Regions from separate parts of the Mus musculus genome. Here region 2 is linked to region 1. The links are chromatin contacts, called in public Hi-C maps. All regions are on one chromosome and are shown on one strand. The core of a region is the stretch at or near the end of the contact, and the rest is flanking DNA. Distances in the headings are between cores, read along the strand shown.

What was found. A called contact is a pair of places that touch in the nucleus more often than the background predicts.
Region 2: a contact with region 1 is called in a Hi-C map of myocytes, with 3 times the contacts expected there. The contact joins the enhancer-like site here to the promoter of Olfm1 in region 1. A contact is called at or near these places in 10 of 484 Hi-C or Micro-C datasets (the N1E-115 cell line, cerebellum, cerebral cortex and 6 more), 5 of 115 datasets of contacts at active chromatin or transcription factors (bone marrow-derived macrophages and embryonic stem cells) and 2 of 9 other capture datasets (liver and pancreatic islet).

Annotation. Positions count from the first base shown.
Region 1 is chr2:28,203,964-28,207,501 of GRCm38.p6, forward strand. Olfm1 (olfactomedin 1) reads left to right here and starts at 1,726. Exons shown (of 6, transcript NM_019498.2): 1 at 1,726-2,136. The coding sequence starts at 1,987.
Region 2 is chr2:28,243,461-28,247,194 of GRCm38.p6, forward strand. No RefSeq gene overlaps it. Among named protein-coding and RNA genes, the nearest start is that of Olfm1, 40 kb to the left of the region's middle. Within about 2 kb of position 1,466, at least 71 of the 459 cell types and tissues checked have an H3K27ac peak or open chromatin away from gene starts, as enhancers often do. A contact at or near this core is called in the N1E-115 cell line, bone marrow-derived macrophages, embryonic fibroblasts and 2 more, where this site is marked.

The DNA of each region.
Region 1 (3,538 bases), core at 476-2,975:
TTAATGGTGCTTGGCCATGGAGTGTGCCTAACAAAGACAGTTATGGTCTCTATGCTGCATCTGACACAGAGCTTAGAGCATGTTGCACTGTGTATCTTGCACTAAGTAGGAATTCAATAAAAGGTATGACTCCTGAGACGCCTTGAGAACTTTGAGGACTGTACTGGGCTGGATTTGAAATTGTTGATAAACATTAAGCGCTCCTTACCTTTGTGTAGTAGGAAGCAAGTGAGTAGACACAGCCACGGCCCTGATTCTGTTCAGAAAATGCCTGGCAGAGGATGTAGGGCAGAGAGCCTTGCATCTCCGGCTGCTGCATCCAGCAGGACCACTGGGTGTGACTGGACTGCAGTACCAGATTTCACGGAGAGATGGCGCCCTTCCCTAACAGTTGTAATTCGCTGGCATCTGACCCAAACTGGAGGCACCAATGAATGCCATGCATTAACCAGAGAAACAACTCCAATTGACTTCTTGAGCCAGCAGGGCTCACGCCCAGCACTCGGGCCAGGGTCATCTTGGCTGTTGACGTTTTCTCTGCAAATGAGGACTGAACACAGAGAGACAAGCCCCCGGAAGATGTCATATCCCTCTTGGCAGACCCCAGGAGGCCTGCCTTTGTTCTGACATCTCTTCCTGGTCTATAATTGACCAGGTGGGAAAGAGCGCAGGGGTAGGGGGCTGCGAATAGGCTGGCTTTCCCTGCCCGGGACTGGAACAACTTGGAGGAATGCCTGCAGAAACTGGCTTTCCTCAGCTTAGAGGGCTTGCTTCAAAGTCAAAAGCACTATGAAGTTGTGTTTGCCGGCTGTTCTGTTTTGCTGAGACTTACAAGTCTTGGCACAGATACTGCTGAAGCTTGCCTGGCCCTGATCTGGGTCCCTGCGAGGGACCCCTGTCCATCTAAGCCTACAGCATAGACGCCAGATACTCTAACCCCGCCCCTCCCCGCCCCCCGTGCATGTACCATACCCCACAATCATGGGTGTGGCCCCTCTAGTTCCTCCTGAGCCCTATGCTTCCAGCAGCTCCTGACGGTAGGTTGGCACACTCTCTCTCCTTCATCCTCTACTGTGCACAGCAGGCATACCGCCCCCCTCCAGTCCCTCTCTGTTTAAACCTGCTCCCACAAGCCCAGGGTGTTCCCCCGCTAGGACTTCCAACTGTCCCCTCCTTCTGAGGTAGTTGTCCAAGGTTCCCAGCAGTGTCTCTCACTTTGTAGCTACCTCTTTACTCCTGCGCTGACACTGGAGACTCCACCCAAGCTACTCTTTCCTGCTGGGGCTCAGGAGACACCCCAAACTGACTGGACTTAGTCCACCAGGGAAGGCAAGCCCAGCAGCAGGGGAGGAGACCCTTGACCACAAGCAGGCCGGGCCTGGGCGAGACAAAACCGTGAGGGTGACCGAGAGAGCTGGGCGAGGGGGTGTTCTGTGGATGGGTGCCATGCGAGATTCTTGAGGTTTTATATTTTTTTTTTACGATTTGTGGCGGCGTTTTATCCGTCCTCCTGGGTGACCCTAACTCTTCGGCCGACCGGTTTGCAGACCTCGCTGCCTGCAGCCAGGGGGCGTCGCGGAGCCGGAGCTCGGAGGAAAAATCCACCCATTTCCTGGGCAGATTGCGTCGGCCGCCGCCCGGCCTTGTCCCCGCCCCCCGGCCGCGGCCCCCGCGCACAGCCCGCGCCGCGCTCAGAACCCGGTGGCCCTTCTCGAGAGCGGAGCGCGCGGGGACGCTGCAGCGGCGGGCAGCGCGGGCAGGCAGCGCGCGCCGGGCAGGGCCGCCTGGTCACCTCCCGGCGCCGGGGCGGCGCGGCGATGGCCAGTGCGCACAGGGAGGCAGAGACCGGCGGGCGGCGGCGGGCAGAGGGGGCGCGGGGACGCGGCCGGGCGCCCCTGCCCGCCGTGGTGCCCGCCGCCTGAGGCTGCCCGGGGCGCGGGAGCCGGCGCCGGCGCGGCGCGGGCGCAGGAGGCCACTCGAGGCGCGATGTCGGTGCCGCTGCTGAAGATCGGGGTCGTGCTAAGCACCATGGCCATGATCACCAACTGGATGTCCCAGACGCTGCCCTCGCTGGTGGGCCTCAATACCACCCGGCTTTCGGCCGCCAGCGGCGGGACGCTGGACCGCAGCACCGGCGTAAGTGCGCCCGCCTTGAGCCCTCGCGGCCCCTCCTCCCTCCTGCCTCCTCTCGGGTCGAGCCCCGGGCTGGCCCGGCGGTGCGGCACAGGATGGGGTCACCCTGGGAGGGAGGGTTACAAGGGCCGGGGTCACGAGCCCACCCTCTGCCCTGCAGCCAAGCAGTGCCTTCAGCTGCGGCCGCCACTCGCACTCTGGCGTTTCGGGGCGATGCTTTTTGCTCCCAGTCCCCCGGAGGGGCTTGAGGACACCTGCTTTGGTGATGGTGGGAGGGGTTCAAAGTCCAGAGTCCTCGTTCACTAATATTAGAAAATCTTTCTTTGCAAAGCTTAGGAAACTGAAGCTAGGGACTTGGGGACTTAGCCAAGGTCACTCAGCAAGTAAGGGGTGGAGGTGCTGCTTAAAACCCTTTGTGGGCTAGGTCCAGCCAGGACTCAGCTCGCCCTACTTTGTAAAAGACGGACTGGACCAGTGCAGAGTGGGGCCCAAGGCAAAAGACCAGAGCTTGTGATCTCACCTGAGCCCCCCAAATCCCAAGGGACCCTTCCGGTCTCATCTCGGTTGGAAGATCTCAGCGTGCACTCTGGAGGAGGTTGAGAGGAGCTGGGCGGGACCCAGCTGCCGATCTGTCTTCACCCACCCCTCTCTACTGGCCTCTGACACGGAAATCGAATCTCCATGTCATCGGCAGCCTGCGGATGGGGAGCTATGGCTGGGGGTTGGGTGGAGGGTCTGGATAAGGCTGACTTCCATGATAGATGGAGCAGGCTGAGCAGAGACCACCCTTAAGTCAGGGGCCACTGGAAAGGGACCCTGGCATAACCTTCTCAGTGGAAAGGACAGGTGAGGGACCATTCTCCTCCAGTTTGATCCCAAGAGCTGGGTGGTGTGACCCACCACCACCACCACCACCATCTATCACTCTTGTAGGGTCTGCCTCTCCTGTTGTTTTAAAAAGAGTTTTCCTAGTGCCCTGGTACTGGGAGTGGTGTCCCACTCCTTAAATCCCAGAGGCAGGTGGGTCTCTGTGAGTTTGAGGCCAGCCTGGTCTACAGAGTGAGTTCCCTGACATTCAGAGCTGCGTAATGAGACTCTGTCTCAAAAAAAAAAAAAAAAAAAAAAAAGCCAAACAAAAATATCACCATGAGTTTCCCTGATAAGGATTTTGGATGCTTGTGTCCTAAGCTGGATGAATGAAATGAAGTATAGCACTACCTGCTTCTCTGCCTTCTTCCCATCCTTATCTAAAAATAGCAGGGAAGTGCAGGATGCCAGGGAAGGGCTTGGAGACTGGGTAGGCTGCAGTGGCTGGAGGGCAGGGGTCATGGTGGTGTGTATGCAGGAGCCTTGGTGGCTTCTGCCCCTGCTGTGTATCTGAAGGTCAGGGTCATGGGTGGTATAG
Region 2 (3,734 bases), core at 216-2,715, 39 kb after region 1:
TGAACCTGAGGGAGACGATCTCCAGAGTTCACCGTCCCGCCAAGAGGACGTCTGAGAGCGGGCTCAGCATGCTGGTTCCACGTGAACCTTGGCGGCGGCAGCATGCGTGAAGTATAGGAATTCAAAGCTAAGACGGTGGGGATGCTGAAAAGAAACGATTCCGCTGCCCTGGAATCTATGGGGTGGGGGTGGATGCTCCGTGCCAGGGAGCCTTGGCTAATGTGGTCATGGTAAGAGGAGAGGATTAAACTGACAGGTGAACAGAAGCAGAGAAGAGAGGGAGGGAGAAGGAGGCATCTGTTCTGACCTTTAGGACAGAGGGATTTAGAGAGAGGCAGGATGGACCTGAGCTACACAGGAGGAAGGCATGGTTCCTGACTCGGAGTAAACATATTGCCCTACCTTGGGCTTCCGACAAAGTGTCTCGCATGAACCACGGCACTATAGTGATCCTGTCAACCACAACTAGGCTGAGGTCCCTGCCTGGGTGCAGCACCTCACCCTCACCCCCATCCCACTCTAGGAGAACAAGGCTTAGCCACCAGCTCAGACACCTGCATTAGGCTCCTCCCAAAGAGCAACTTGGAGCAATTTTGCCTCCAGGTGAAGGGACTATGTGTGTGCTTAATGCCAAGGGCTTCAGAGAGAGAGAGAGAGAGAGAGAGAGAGAGAGAGAGATCTGTCCCTTTAACAACCTGTTACCTGGTCACCCAAGATACTACCTGCTGCTGTTCTGATGCATTTTGCTTCCCTGCTGAATCTAGGAGCTCAGCAAGGCCCAGCTGGGATGCAAGCAGGGTTCCCAGGGCCCTTCTGGGCATCCCTCAGTGAGCACACCACATCCTCAAAGGGGGTGGGGGTGGGGGTTGGGGGGTGGGGAGGAGGTGCAGCCAGGCCTGGCACTCGGAGGACAGAAATGATAAACAGAAGAGATGAGGGAAACATCACTCAGGCCCAGGCCATGGAGATGCAAAGTGTGGCCACAGGGCCTCAGCAGCTCTTTGCTAAAGATTGTGGGAGGAAAGAGAGACAGTTGCCCTTGACACTCAGCTGGAAACAGAGCCTTTTGGCACTGGTGCCCAAGGGGGATGATAGAGTGATGGCCACTTTGTTTTTTAAACTTCCACCAGCTGTTTAGATAGAGGTTCCTACTGGAGTCAGGAGGAGGGATGGGTGAGGGAGAGGCTACAGGGTTTCCGTGACAGACATTTTGGGAGCCAAGTAGAGCATCCTGGTTGTGGCCAGGACACCTTCAAATCCCTCCCTAACCTCATGATCTAATTTCTCCAAGGATTAGGCCACCAGGCACCTGGCATGGGGGCAAGGGACAAATATAGATGGCGTGATAGTGCTGAGTCACGCTTCCCCTGTTTGGGAAACAGAGAGCTAATTAAGTTACCAAGAAGAGGAGGCGGCAGTGGAAAAAAACTCCGAGATGCTCCCAGAGCTCAGAGACAGTGAGTCAGAGGAGCACGTGGACAGAACCTGGTCCACAGAGCTATCCTGGGGAATCTAGGGCCCATAGGGCACCCCTCACATTCCAGAGGACCAGAAGAGGCCCAGCAAGCCTCAGAGGAAATGGCAAAGCCCAAGAGGTGGTTGCTCTGCCATCTGTAGCCCAGTTTGGTAGCCATCCCTGTCCAGGGCTCCTTCCCAGACTCCTGCCTCAAATCCTGAAGCTGTGGAGTGGCCTTGACAACAGAGGAAGTGAGTTCAAGAATGTAGGACAGGCAGGCAAGGAAAGTCAAGGTCTGAGCCACTACTGAGCAAGGCTAAAGCGCTTGACTTTAAACACACTGCCAAATAACACCTATTCTGGGACCGACCCTTGGCAGGATCAGCATAAGGGTGGGTCAGGCCCATCCCAGCCCCTAAGGAGCCCAAGTCTCGATCCTAAGTGTCACATTCAGACAAGTAGCACAGCTGGAGGCAGGGTAGTGGGCTTCTCTCTTCAGCTTGTATGCCAGGCAGGGTCCTCCGTCCTCTTCCAGCACAGGACCCCTGGAGGCTCTGAGAATAATAAATCCTTCCAGACCTCTTCTTCACGCGAGTGTGTAGGGCCCCTGACTCCTAAACACTTCCCTCATGTCCTCCTCTGCTCAGCACTTCCTTTGGCAGGCTTGGGTTGCCCCCCACGCCTGAGACGAAGCACCTCAGTCAGAAGTGTGAGAGGAGGGCTGAGGTACCATGGACTCGCTGTGCCCACCACAGCCAGCCTCATACACAACGTCTTCGCTGATAGACTTTTTCCATTGCCTCGGAGGGCCACCAGGGACACACTAACTTTTAATGTGAGTCTGGGAGGGTCTGTCAGGAAGATGGTCCCCCTCTCATAATGCTCCCACTTGCTGTCCCCTCAGGGACAGAGTCAGGCTAGGCCAGAATCCTGGGTCTCCTGCGTGCTCCGCTACAGGTGTGAACCATCAAATCATGTTCAACAGAAGGCTTCACACTCCCTTCTGGGAGCCTCATTCTCAGACTTAATGTGAACACGGCAGTCAGAAGCAAAAGCCATCATGAAGCTCGTCCCTACGGATGGGTGTTCAAGGAAGAGAAGGGTGTCAGAGCACATGGGTGACAGACCAGTCTGCCACCACCCTATATCCCTCTCACCCAGGTCTCCTCGTGCCATCCATGCCCAGCCCTAAGTGACATGCCTTTGCCCAGGCTGCTCTCCCTTCAGCTCTCCAGTGCCAGGTTATAGTCACAGACTTTCCGTGAAAGAATTCTGTGTGCACTCCAGGCATGGCCTCCATCTCAGCTCCCAGGCTCAGAGCTTGCAGCATCCAGTCTGCCACCCTGGGTCTGCTGCCCTGTGTCTGCCATCCTGTGGCCAGGAAAGCAGCTGGCACTCAGTTATCACATGCCAGCTCCAAGCAGCAGGTCACAGCACAGGTCAAAACTGGATATAGGCTACTAACTAGCTGGCTTTTGGGTGTGGCTCCCAAGGGCAAGTATGACATCATGCGTGTCCCACTGGCTAATGCCAGTCACCTGCCCACCCATTACTGCAAGGGAGGCTTGAGAATCTATAGGCTAGTGGCCAAGCCACCAGAACTCAGGGTTTCTGTGCCTGGGGACGATGAGGAGAGATGGACAGTTGCCTCTGTCCTTCACCCCTCGGGTGTTCCACCCTGCCTGAGCTAACCTGCTGGGCTCTCCTGCACAGAGCCTGGGAAACGTCCTCTGTGTGTCTCCCAGCCCAGCTCAGCCCAGCCCGTACTCCACTAAACTGCAATGTCTCTTCTGGTTTTCTGGCATTTCCAAAGCCATGGGAAAGTAGCCCACCCTCCTCTCTCTCTTAAGGAGGCCATGCTACATCTGTGTACCTCGGGGCGTATAAATGCTTCAAAATACACAGGCTTTTGGTTTGTTGCACCTTAGGGTGTGAGTGAGTGGCAGGTCCTCAGTAGTCTGGGCCCTAGGCAGACACGGAGGGAGACTCTGATGGGCTGGATGGAGTCTTAACCATGGCAAGGCCCATTGGCTTTACTCATCACGTGTCACAGTGAGGCTCAAAGTCAGACTTAGAGCAGGACTTCCATGGCTGTGTATGCAGTTGTTTCATCTTTCATCAGAGGCTGCGGCTAACTTTGGAATACAGAGATAAATTGGCCCCCTGAGATGACAAACGTCCTTCCTCGGGACCCCGCCCCCCTTCCTCTGACTAGTGGCTCATTACGGTGACACACTGCTCAGAAAGTGGCCAAGAGGAAGAGTTCACAGCAGCAGGC